4 separate regions of the Zea mays genome follow, and all the other regions are linked to region 1. Evidence: chromatin contacts called from public Hi-C data. All regions are on one chromosome and are shown on one strand. The core of a region is the stretch at or near the end of the contact, and the rest is flanking DNA. Distances in the headings are between cores, read along the strand shown. Region 1 holds the start of LOC103629361 (protein MEI2-like 2). Region 2 holds the start of LOC100281416 (methyltransferase). Region 3 holds the start of LOC100381857. Region 4 holds the start of LOC100284588 (glutamine cyclotransferase).

Region 1 (2,680 bases), core at 128-2,627:
TAGTTGTTTTTCATACATTGTTTACTTATTGTCACTAGAGAATTTATTCCTCTTGTTGTATTGATTAAATTTCTTGTAGTATTTTTGATTTTAGTCAAAACCGTCTATTCACCCCCCCTCTAGCCGGTGTCCTAGATCCTACACTTTCTCTTTTGGCTTCTGGCCTCTCGGAGAGAGAGAGTCTCCTGGTTTGTGTCCAGTGGCTGCAGTGCATCCCTTGGTGCTGTTATTTTCTTCGACGGCATGACGAAGGTTGATGCTTTGCCGAAGATTGTGGAAGTGAGTACACCAGAGGTGGGCGCCAATGTTGGGGACTTGTTCTCAAATGCTATGAGTTAAGAACAAGGCAACACAAAATATTAAAGGTTAATGCCCATCATCCTTTGAAGTATTATCTCACTTAGGATATAATGACCTTCAGACGAAGGTCCTAAAGGACGAACCCTCATCATCGCAGTATATGTTAATGAAAGAAGAAACATATGAAATATAAGAGATAACACGAATAATCATATGACATTATTAATATATCTTTATTATATCATCATGGATGAACAAGAACAATATTAAATTACATTTGTACCTTTGGCTTGACAGAAGGTAAAAGTCCAAGCGTGACGCATGAGCGAATACAAGTCAACCTGAACAGTACGGGGGCACTGTTCATCTATTTATAGGCACAGGACGCAACCTATGTAAAATTACATACATGCCTTTTATGTTTATTATTGACTTAAGGACAATCCAACGAGGACTAGATAGCCTTTTCCCCTTTAAGTCGGTTCCTTTTTCTGCCGCTGAGCCAAAGCTTCCTTACGCGTAGCTTCGGAGCTGTTTCAACCTTCGTCTCGACCATGCTTTTCACATTGTGTACAACTTTTATTCCGAGTTCGAAGGTTCATGTACATATATTACACTTGGGAAATATTGTTAATCATATTTTTGAGGACCTTCGGAAGACGAAGGCCCCCAACAGTATTTAGGCAAGCATCTGGGTCCGTTTGATCTAAATTTAATCATAGATGCAATCGTGATTTGTTAGAGATTCTTTATAAAGCTGCATGAGATAGTAGTGGGAGGGTTTAAGTGTTAAATATGACATACATTAGATCTAGATCTAATAGAGCAAGAGATCTATTTGCACGTTTGTATTTAATGGCTGCTTGGTTACTTGATATTATTTATTGGGATGTTGTCCCTATCAATCTATTAATTTGAAATGCATATGCGTTATTGGTATCACCCACAAGCCACTCCAATTCCAGCTGATTAGATTAGATGACGTCGACGTTACTGACAGGTGCGACCCACTTGGCTTTTGGCTGCGCGCGTGGGTCCTCCACTTGTTCCCCAGCCCGTCTGACGGAGCGGGACACCCACTGACGCGTGAGGTTCCGGGTGATTCGGGACCCACATGTCATGCTCATAGAGCAGAATAGAAGGTGGAAGGTGCACATGAGGATGAGTAGAGACGAAAGGCTCGGCGCTCGCACCAATCATCATACCTCCTATCGCTATCCACCACTAGACTCTGATATATTTCTTTTCTTTTTAACCTTCCGCTTTCACTGAGAGATAATCAATTATATAGTAATAATTATAATACTCTGATGTATTATTTATTATAATAGTTATAGTGGTCTGTCTGCTCCTTCTCCTTGTGAGTTGGTGTGTCTCCCTATAAAAATAAACCGGAAAAAACTCACCAAACTGAAACTAGTAGGGGACTAGGTCTAGAGAAAGGAGAGACACAATCGGCCGGAAGAGCGATTGATTTCTCCCGCCGCCGCCGCCCCGTCTCTTCCTCGTCCGCCGCTGCGCCCGCCGCGCACAAGAGGAGGGTTTCAGTGTTAGGGTTCTACCCCCGCCTGCGCTGGTGATCTATCCCCCTCACTCTTCCGTTCCATCTCGTCTTTTTTTTTTCTCGTTTAACTGATGATGAGATTGCTCTGCCGATTGCCAATCCTCAACGCGCCTCTGACCCAGGGGACAACGCAAATCCTTCCTTCATTTCCAGCTTCAGTGACTACTCCACCTACCTGTACCACTGTTCGTCATCCTCGGTTCTACTCCTAATCATTAATTTCCTTCCCTCCGCTCGTAATCCTTCACTTCCTTGCCACTACCTGATTTATCCCTTCACTCCCGCTTCCGCACGCCTGCCTCTGCCTGTTTTTGTTTGATTTAGAGATCCGATCATGCGATTGGATTGGATTGCTTCCATTCCATCTTCCTCATCGCTATTTTTGGGTCAAACTTTGTTGCGTCTATCCAATGAATTCCTTCCTTTTAAGACCTGGCATGTTTGACTATCCCGTGCCAAGCAAATTAATACACGTTATTGTTCTCATATTGCCGTGTCCACCAGCTGCACAATCAACTCCCTGCCCCCCTATCCCCTAGACCCCCACCACCCAAAAAAGAAAAAAAAGTCGGTTTTTGCCATCGACTGCAGTCTTCTACACAGAGAGACCCAACCCACATGAGTAAATGACAGACGATGACACATGCTCAACCCTTTTTGTTTCCTCCTGCAGGTATCAGCAGCCAAATGAGAATGCTTGCTGTGTTTGATTGATCGTCAGATCCTTACTTACAACCCACCAGGTTCATATTCTGCGATTACCACACATTCCCCCTTCCTGCTTGATGTTTTCTGCCTGTGTATTTGTCAAATGCA
Region 2 (2,680 bases), core at 121-2,620, 480 kb before region 1:
CCTCACCAACGGCTAGATTTTGGTTGGTGGCTATAAATACCACCCCAACCGGCCACTTCAAGGTGTGGGAGTCCAAGCAACAATCCAAGTCATCTAGTTGACATACTCAAGCCCTCCCAACCACATATATTCATTGATACATCCTATACACAAGATCTAGCCCACTACAACCAATACAAGTGCCACAAAAGAGAGAGCAAGCAATTGAGAGCTACTCAATTGAGTTTAGCCCTAGTGCCTTGTGAGATCCATTGAGAGATAGTGTGAGCTTCATCTTTGTGTTCATTTGCGCGTGGAGTTCTTGACTCCCATTCAAACTTACTCCAAAGTTTTGGAGGCTTGTAAAAGCTAGCAAGAGACACCAAAGAGTGTGGTGGTCCTTGCGGGATCGAGAGTGATCCTTGAGAAGAAGAAGAGCTCGCCGATCCTTGGGTGATCGGTGGAGAGAGGGAAAGAGTTGAAAAAGACCCGTCCTTAAGTGGACTCCTCAACGGGGACTAGGCCTTCGAGGGCCGAACCTCGGTAAAACAAATCACCCGTGTCTTGTGTGCTTATTGCTTGTGATTTGTTTGTTCTTTCCCTTTCTAAGTTTCTCTTGCATTACTCTTTGCTAATTCTATTTGGTGTTGCTTTAAGTTATATTCTCATTTAGTGAAGCAACTCATTGCAAGAGAAAACTTGTGTTATTACTCTTCTTACTTAAGCCTCTTGCTTTATTCTCATAGACTTATTAATAGTATTGATTTATCAATTCCGCATTATTTGAAAGCAATACTCTTTACAAGCAAGGACTTAGTTTTTATACTCCGATAATTATATATCTTGTTCTAACCACTAATCAAGGGATCTAGTTGGGGGATAAAGTTTTAATTTTCAGGTTTCGCCTATCCACCCCCCTCTAGGCGACTTTCAATTAGGTAGAAGCGTGCAAGCAGATATTTTACTCCGTTAGATCTAGATTCAACGGTAATGTCATATTTAACATTTAAACCCTTTCACAACCACCTGATGTAGCTTTATAACAAAGCCCTAACAAACCACAATTGTATCTACTGTTGGATTTAGATCTAACAGACAAAAAAATCTGCTTGTACGCTTACACCTAATATCTACTTGTATATTAGTCGTTGACTCGTTGCCCACAATAAAATGTTGAAATTTTAATGCGTTGAGTCACCACATGGATCCACGGGCCGTGCAGTGAGGAAGGGGGCCTGGATGGCCCTCTTCCAGTGCCAGGCCGGCCTGGATTCCGAAGGGAACTCCATCAATCCGGGCTGGGCTGGATGCCTGGATCCGTCCCATACTCCCGTCCCTATCCATATCGTTGCTGAGAATAAAGAGGAAGAGAGAGGCGTCTCAAGAGAGAGAGGGTCCTGCGTTCCCTTCTTCTGCTGCGGCGGCGGAGGCTCTTTCAGTTCCATCCATCTTCTCCCTCGTGGCTCTCCTTCCTCTCTCCCGTAGTCCCGCCGACCCCCCGCGCCGGCCAAGGAAATCAAGCGAAGTGAGCTTCATTCCATGTTTAGATTTCTCCTTAATTAATTCCTTCATCTTCGTCAACTGTCATGCTACTCACTACTCTGACACTCACAATCCATCTCAACTTGTTACCCTACATTATGTATGTATGTATGTTTATTTGTTTTATTCCCTGCTAGGGGCCGCAGAACGCCAGATTTTGATTGTTCCACATCTTCTTTCATCTCTGAGGGGTTTCCCGTCTTCCTCGCCTGGTTAGTTATGGTTACCTTGCTGCAAAATTGCAAACTTCCTTACTCCCCTTCTCAATCCATAGTTTTCATCGTCAGTTACATCACTCAAGTATACTTGCTTTGCAAAAGCATCGAATTGCCTCTGTTAGGCAGCTTTGTTTTGTTATGTTACCAAGGACGATGGGTCGGCAGTGGCTTTTCTCGGCTTTCTGCAGTTCACTTTCTTCTTTGGGGACAGCAGCTATACGTCTGTGTCCCTCCCTTTGTTGCTGCCTGCTGGCTGCTGCTTACCTTTGTTCTTTGTTGCCTGTTTTAGATTTCTTTCTATATAACAAAACAGATTTATTAAATACATCCCACTGAAAAATCCACGATACTGGAACCATATACCACTAAAAAAATCTAGGTTTTCCAAATACGGCACTAAGTACATCCGATCATAGTTAGATGACATTTTGTCTTGTAACTAGCTACTTTTTGCACTCCGAAAAACGACATCTACTTGTGGCTGGAGGGTGCAGTACAGAATTTTCTCCTTAATGGCATATTTCTCCTTGTATAAATAGTAGCTGCTTATCTCAAAACTGTAGAAATTATAATAACGGTATGAATCTCTTAATCACCCTGTTTAGCTCTCCACGGCATTGCCCCCTCGTTTCATTCCTTACCTGTCATACAAAATGTATTGTGCTGTAGTATGTATGCACTCATTTCCAGTTTCTTGCAGCTCTAATGGCTAAAGAACAGGATGGATCCCCCAAGGTGCGCCACCCAGAATTCCAAAGGATGCGCGTAACTCTCACCATAGGTGTCATTGGCCTCTGTGTCACAGCATACATTCTTGGTGCTTGGCAAGGTACCTCGAACGGCATTAGTTCCCCCTTAATAAGTACCAGAACCCAGTGCAAAGATCCCGTGCGATCATCTGGTGCTCGCCTGGATTTCCAAGCCCACCACCAGGTGGGCTT
Region 3 (2,680 bases), core at 133-2,632, 370 kb after region 1:
CAGCATGTTGTTCAAAGTAATAAGCTGAAATGGCCTGTAAAATGAAAAGGAGAGCACCATAAATAAACAGTTTTTGTTCTTTAACAGTTTATATACTAAGGAACACATACCTTGGCGCCATTACAGGACAGGCAAAAGCAACGTATATTGCAACCAGTAATCACTCCTTTTAGGACAGCCTTCTGCAACTTGCAAGCATAAACTTATGTTAATAATTGCATGAGGATACAAAAACCAGACAGACAACAATCCAAGGCAATATGTCATCAAAGCAACTTTAATTCCACCACGGCAACTTTATCCTTAACCTGCATTTGTTGTCATGGATCATGGTTTAAGGTCTGCCAAATACTCCTACTATCCCAACTAAGGATAACTCTGTATTGATATTACTAGACTATGCTAAACCGGTAAAAAAAGTTAAAACATGAATTTGCAAGCCATTAGCACACCAGTAACCACAAATTTATGAACTGCTCATAAAACATTAAGGCTGATTCTCACGTACCTTGCTATGAGGAATGATGTACATAACTGGCATCCCCTCAAGCATGCCTGTGTTGAGCAGCTCTCTAATGTTTCCAGGGTGCTTCGTGAGACATGCAACTTTCTTTGACATCTTCATCTCCATCTTCTTCACTGATGGAGGGGAATCAGATGCACTGTCCAGCACATCATCAGATCCAACCAAACTGCTCTCAACCTTTGTCTTGAGCAACGACCTTGTGAACCTTCTCTGAGGCTTCTCCAGGAGCAAAGTAAAACCAACTGAGGCATCCTTGCTACCATCTGGTGTTGCCTGACTTTCACAAGATGCAGACTCTTCTTTATCTGGTTTATTATTCTTGAGCAACGATCGAGTGAAGCGCCTTGCAGGCTTGAGCCCGGCAGCAGCTGCAGGTGTGACAGTGTCCTCAGCTAACATAGTGGTGGAGACTAATACATTTTCCACGGCTTGCTGCTGTAGATTTTCTCCATTTGAGTTTGAGGTATCACACTGGTCATTTCCAGCTGCAATGGCAGTTTCCAACAGAGTTGGTGCTACTGCTACAGTAGCGGCCACATTTGACTTTGATGCAGTATCCTCTGCGGAAACATTCGGCTTTGATACACCATCCGCTGCAGCCACATTCGACTTTGCAGTCACTTCCATTGCCGAGTCATCTGCTGCAATATCCTCTTCTGCGGGCAGATTCGGCTTTGCAATCACTTCCATTGCCAAGACCTCTTGATCGGCATTGGAATCGAATCGGTGGTCAGAGGCGGTGGGAGGATTAGATCCATGTAGCGGTTGGATGATGTCACGGAGGGGCTGGTTAGGCGGCTCGGCGTCGATAGGCGGCGTGGGCGGGGAGACGAGATCGGCTGCGGGGGCAGGGGCGGGGGCGGGGGCAGGGGCGGGCGGGTCAGATCTCTTGCGCCTCTTGAGAGATGCTGATGCCGATGGGTCTGGAAGGGAAGAGATGGGGCGGCCGGAGCGCGTGCGGCCGTGGGAGGCAGAGATCTCGGACAGGGACTGGAGCGCGAAGGCGAGCTCGCGCTTCATAGCCCGCGGCGGCGGCGGAGGCGGCGGCGGCGGTGGGTCACAGGCGCTGCCAACGGAGGGGGACGAGGCCGGCATGGTCATGAGATGAGAAAGGGAGGGGATTAGGCAGCGAACCGATTACGATTGCAGGGGTTCCGCTTGATTGCTGTTTGTTAGGGTTTGGACCACGGGGGCGGGAGAGAGCGAGGGAGGAAGGGGAGATCGGAGAAGACGACGAAGAGTCCGAGAAGGAAACCAATCGCCCGGTTCGCCCGCCCTCAGCATTTACTTCCGTTATTAAATTATTATTATTATTATTATTAGCTACTGTTTTATTTACTATTTTATTTGGCCTACCCTGTTTTGGATCGAGTGAATACAAGATTAGTCAAATAAAATCTTAGACTTTATTTAGATACTCTCGTATTCACCTGTTACCACTTCTAAATTCCATTTATTTTATTCATTTAAAAAAATCCAGAATAGGATATATAGGGAATAGAGAAATTTCACTCGCCTAAGTATAGAACAATTACAAATAAAGAGAAAAATTTAGGTAAGAAACAAGATAAAATAAACCATATTTAATACTAAAATATTCGGTTTGATAACCTGCTACTAATTCTTTTTTTTTGCTTCTGGTAAATCAAAGGGTAATTGTCGGTGTTTTGGGTCCGACCGCGCACCCGGGGTTACCCCTCGAGGTGCTTTTTTGGAGTAGGACGGTGTTACCGACGGTAGCTCGATGGTTCGCGCTGAATGCACGAGAGACAGTAGACAGTTTTGTACAGGTTCGGACCGCTTAGAGATGCGTAACACCCTACGTCCTGGCGTGAGTACTTTATGTGGTGGATTACAAGGAGGCTCTCTAGTGTTGAGTATGTTAGAGAACCGAGTGGATGGCTAAGTAGTGAGATGCTTTTCGAGGGGGTGCCCCCTAGGCCTTATATACTCGACCGTGAGGCGTTACATGTGGATATGATAACAACGCGAGCCTAAGTAATAGTAAACCGACTGAGTCTATCTTACTATAATCCAGCCGACCTTCCCCTGCTCTATTCCGATGTATGAGGCCCCTGCGCGGGAAGGTCGGATCTCTGTTGCGGTTGCAATTCAAACTCGTCGGGCCATCTGGGCCTACGCCGATCCGGCCTT
Region 4 (2,680 bases), core at 76-2,575, 270 kb before region 1:
GGGCTTAAGCACTTCTCCGACGACCACGTTAGCACATAGCTACACCCCCGTTGTACAGCTGGGCCATCTCCTTGTATCTATAAAAGGGGATGTCCAGGGCCTTCCTAAGGGGATGTCCAGGGCCTTCCTAAGGGGGGCGGAAAAAAGACGAGCAGAGGCAGGCAGAGTGGGAGAAACGCAGAGGAGGCTAACTCAGACAGCTCACCTCAGGGCCAGACCCTCTCTCTCTCTTGCGACGCTTGTAACCCCTACTACGAGCACCCCGGTGCAAGATAACATAAGCCTCATCCTCCCTCTTGTGTTCCATCTTGCATCAATCCATCTAGGCAGGGACACGCAGCGACAAATTCACTAGTCGGTTAAGGGTCCTCGCGGGTCCGAAACGCCAACACTTGGAGATGCTCTTAGTGTGTATCACAATATAAGTCATGTGTTGTTTGCTAATAAAAAATAAATACCATTTTAAATGTACTTTAAATACTCCATCCGTTCATAAATATATTACACCGTTGACTTTTTTTTAAAAAAAACTTTGACCACTCATTTATTCAAAAAATAATAAATTATTATTTTCTTTGTTGTGATTTGTTTTATTATTCAAGGTAGTTTGTGCTTGATTTAAAATTTTACATTTTTGAATAAATATATTGAATAATACGAGTGGGCAAAGTTTTCAAAAAAAGTTAATGGTGTCATATATTTGTGAATGGAGGTAGTACAAAACTATATTTTATGTCCTTATATTAATTCATATAGTCATATATAGTTTGAATAATTAGGGGTAACAATATATAAACATTAACCGTTTCCCATGTCAAATGCATGGTTTTGGGTTGAAGAAATATTTACGTCACATGAAGTAGAAACAAAGGTTACACTCTATCAATTAAATTGCACGTAGTACATTAAAGAATAGAATACGACGATGAAAATGACAAGGGTGAAGTTGGGTAGAAATTAGAATGAACGAACCCTTGGTTAGAAAAAACTCAGCTGATCGCTTCAATTTAAAGTCAATTGTTTGAACTGTTGTAGCTACAATTTATAGAGACAAAATACTATACAAACAATATAAGTTGGTATGGATTAAAGTCAAGTAAAATATGAACTAAAGTCTAACTTAACGATTAAAGTGAAGGGAACTTGCTGTTGCGATGGAAAGACAACACAGGATGACGTCACATTCTAGAGAAAAAAACAATCACCCCATTAAATTAATGACTATATGTTTCGTTTTTGTATAGAAAAATATGCATGTGATTTGGAGGGAAAAAAGAAACAGGATGGAAAAAAATAAAGGAAGGCAAGTGTAGGCGGGTCACGGGTGGGCGTGGACACGTTGACTTTTTCAACTGTCTGCCCCTGATGTCCGTTGGCTCCCGACGGAGGCCGCCGCCGCCGCATCACCACCGTCGCGCCATGACACCTGCCTCCTCCGTCTCCGTCCCCGCGCCGGTTCCCGCGCCCCCTAAGCCTCTCTACCTCCGGGGCCCGGTCATCGCAGGCGCCGTCGCGCTGGCCGCGTTTCTCCTCCTCGCCGCCGCCTACGCCACCAGGCGAGCAGGGTCCCCGCCGGCCGCCCTCCTCTCCCACCCAGCTGTTTCCACCAGGTTCTTCTCCTTCGACCTGGTGCGCGAGTACCCTCACGACCCGGCCGCCTTCACCCAGGTATTATCTATATGTGCCTCTCTTCTCTTCTCTTCTCTTCTTTCTTCCTGATGCGAGATCTGATCTCAACCACATCACAAATAAGGAGGGGGGAATTCGCTTCCTGTGGTACTAGTTATTACTTGTCGTCGCCTTCCCTTCTTGATGAGCGCGTGTACAAAAAGGACACCATATTTTCTCAATTCTTGTTTGTTCGATGCATTCTTAGTTATTTCTCTGTGCTTCGGATGTAGGGTATCTTGTACGCGGGAAATGACACGCTTTTCGAGTCCACTGGCCTCTACGGCAGGGTAATGTTCGCTTCTACCGTGCGCAACAAACAGTCCTCTGCCCATCCTACATTTGCATCCCACTAAATGTCTCTGCTTTTGGTTTCTCAACAGTCTTCAGTTCGAAAGGTTGAGCTTCAGACCGGAAAAGTATGCTTAACTTCCATGCTCATTCATGTTTATCGTCACATGTCTCGTGCTTGCGACGCTCTTTGTTCACTCACTCATCACCTGATTATTTTACTAAGCTTCCCTTAAAGCTTGATTTGCAATTCGCCATTTCTTAGGTTTTGGTTAACCACCAAATGGACGGAGATGTGTTTGGAGAAGGTTTAACTCTTCTTGGTGACAGGTGCATAACCACCTCACATGCCAATCCCTTTCTCGGAGATAACTGGCATGGGCTTACTTTGTTTGTATCTTCCCTATTCATACCATATTTCATTTTCATTTATTTCACTCTGTAGATTGTTTCAGGTTACCTGGTTGAAGAACGACGGGTTTATATATGACCGGCATAACTTCTCCAAAGTATGCTGCCGCCCTGTGTCTATGCTTACGTCAATCACACAGACCTATTGTTCTAAACCCTGGATAACAATTCTAAAATCCCACTTAATTTGGGTATCAGCTTTTCTTTTTTTCATGATGGTGCTTTTCTTGTGAGGGCTGGGTGTATAATTGCTTGGCATTACCGATATCTCTTGAACTTTTATTTGCTCACCAGTTTACTTTTGGTGCAT

Evidence for each region. A called contact is a pair of places that touch in the nucleus more often than the background predicts.
Region 2: a Hi-C map of ear shows a contact between it and region 1, with 2.5 times the contacts expected there. The contact joins the promoter of LOC100281416 here to the promoter of LOC103629361 in region 1. A contact is called at or near these places in 3 of 25 Hi-C or Micro-C datasets (ear, leaf and tassel).
Region 3: a Hi-C map of leaf shows a contact between it and region 1, with 8 times the contacts expected there. The contact joins the promoter of LOC100381857 here to the promoter of LOC103629361 in region 1. A contact is called at or near these places in 9 of 25 Hi-C or Micro-C datasets (bundle sheath, ear, endosperm and 3 more) and 1 of 3 datasets of contacts at active chromatin or transcription factors (seedling).
Region 4: a contact with region 1 is called in a Hi-C map of ear, with 2.3 times the contacts expected there. The contact joins the promoter of LOC100284588 here to the promoter of LOC103629361 in region 1. A contact is called at or near these places in 3 of 25 Hi-C or Micro-C datasets (ear, leaf and tassel).

The regions. Positions count from the first base shown.
Region 1 is chr6:64,424,060-64,426,739 of Zm-B73-REFERENCE-NAM-5.0, reverse strand. It overlaps LOC103629361 (protein MEI2-like 2), which reads left to right and starts at 1,377. Exons shown (of 13, transcript XM_008650500.3): 1 at 1,377-1,876; 2 at 2,538-2,607.
Region 2 is chr6:64,906,629-64,909,308 of Zm-B73-REFERENCE-NAM-5.0, reverse strand. LOC100281416 (methyltransferase) reads left to right here and starts at 1,370. Exons shown (of 7, transcript NM_001154334.1): 1 at 1,370-1,504; 2 at 1,659-1,733; 3 at 2,440-2,680. The coding sequence starts at 2,445.
Region 3 is chr6:64,056,372-64,059,051 of Zm-B73-REFERENCE-NAM-5.0, reverse strand. It overlaps LOC100381857, which reads right to left and starts at 1,382. Exons shown (of 18, transcript NM_001174644.1): 1 at 509-1,382; 2 at 111-182; 3 at 1-34. The coding sequence starts at 1,216.
Region 4 is chr6:64,697,934-64,700,613 of Zm-B73-REFERENCE-NAM-5.0, reverse strand. It overlaps LOC100284588 (glutamine cyclotransferase), which reads left to right and starts at 1,325. Exons shown (of 11, transcript NM_001157483.2): 1 at 1,325-1,668; 2 at 1,902-1,958; 3 at 2,052-2,087; 4 at 2,225-2,289; 5 at 2,405-2,468. The coding sequence starts at 1,366.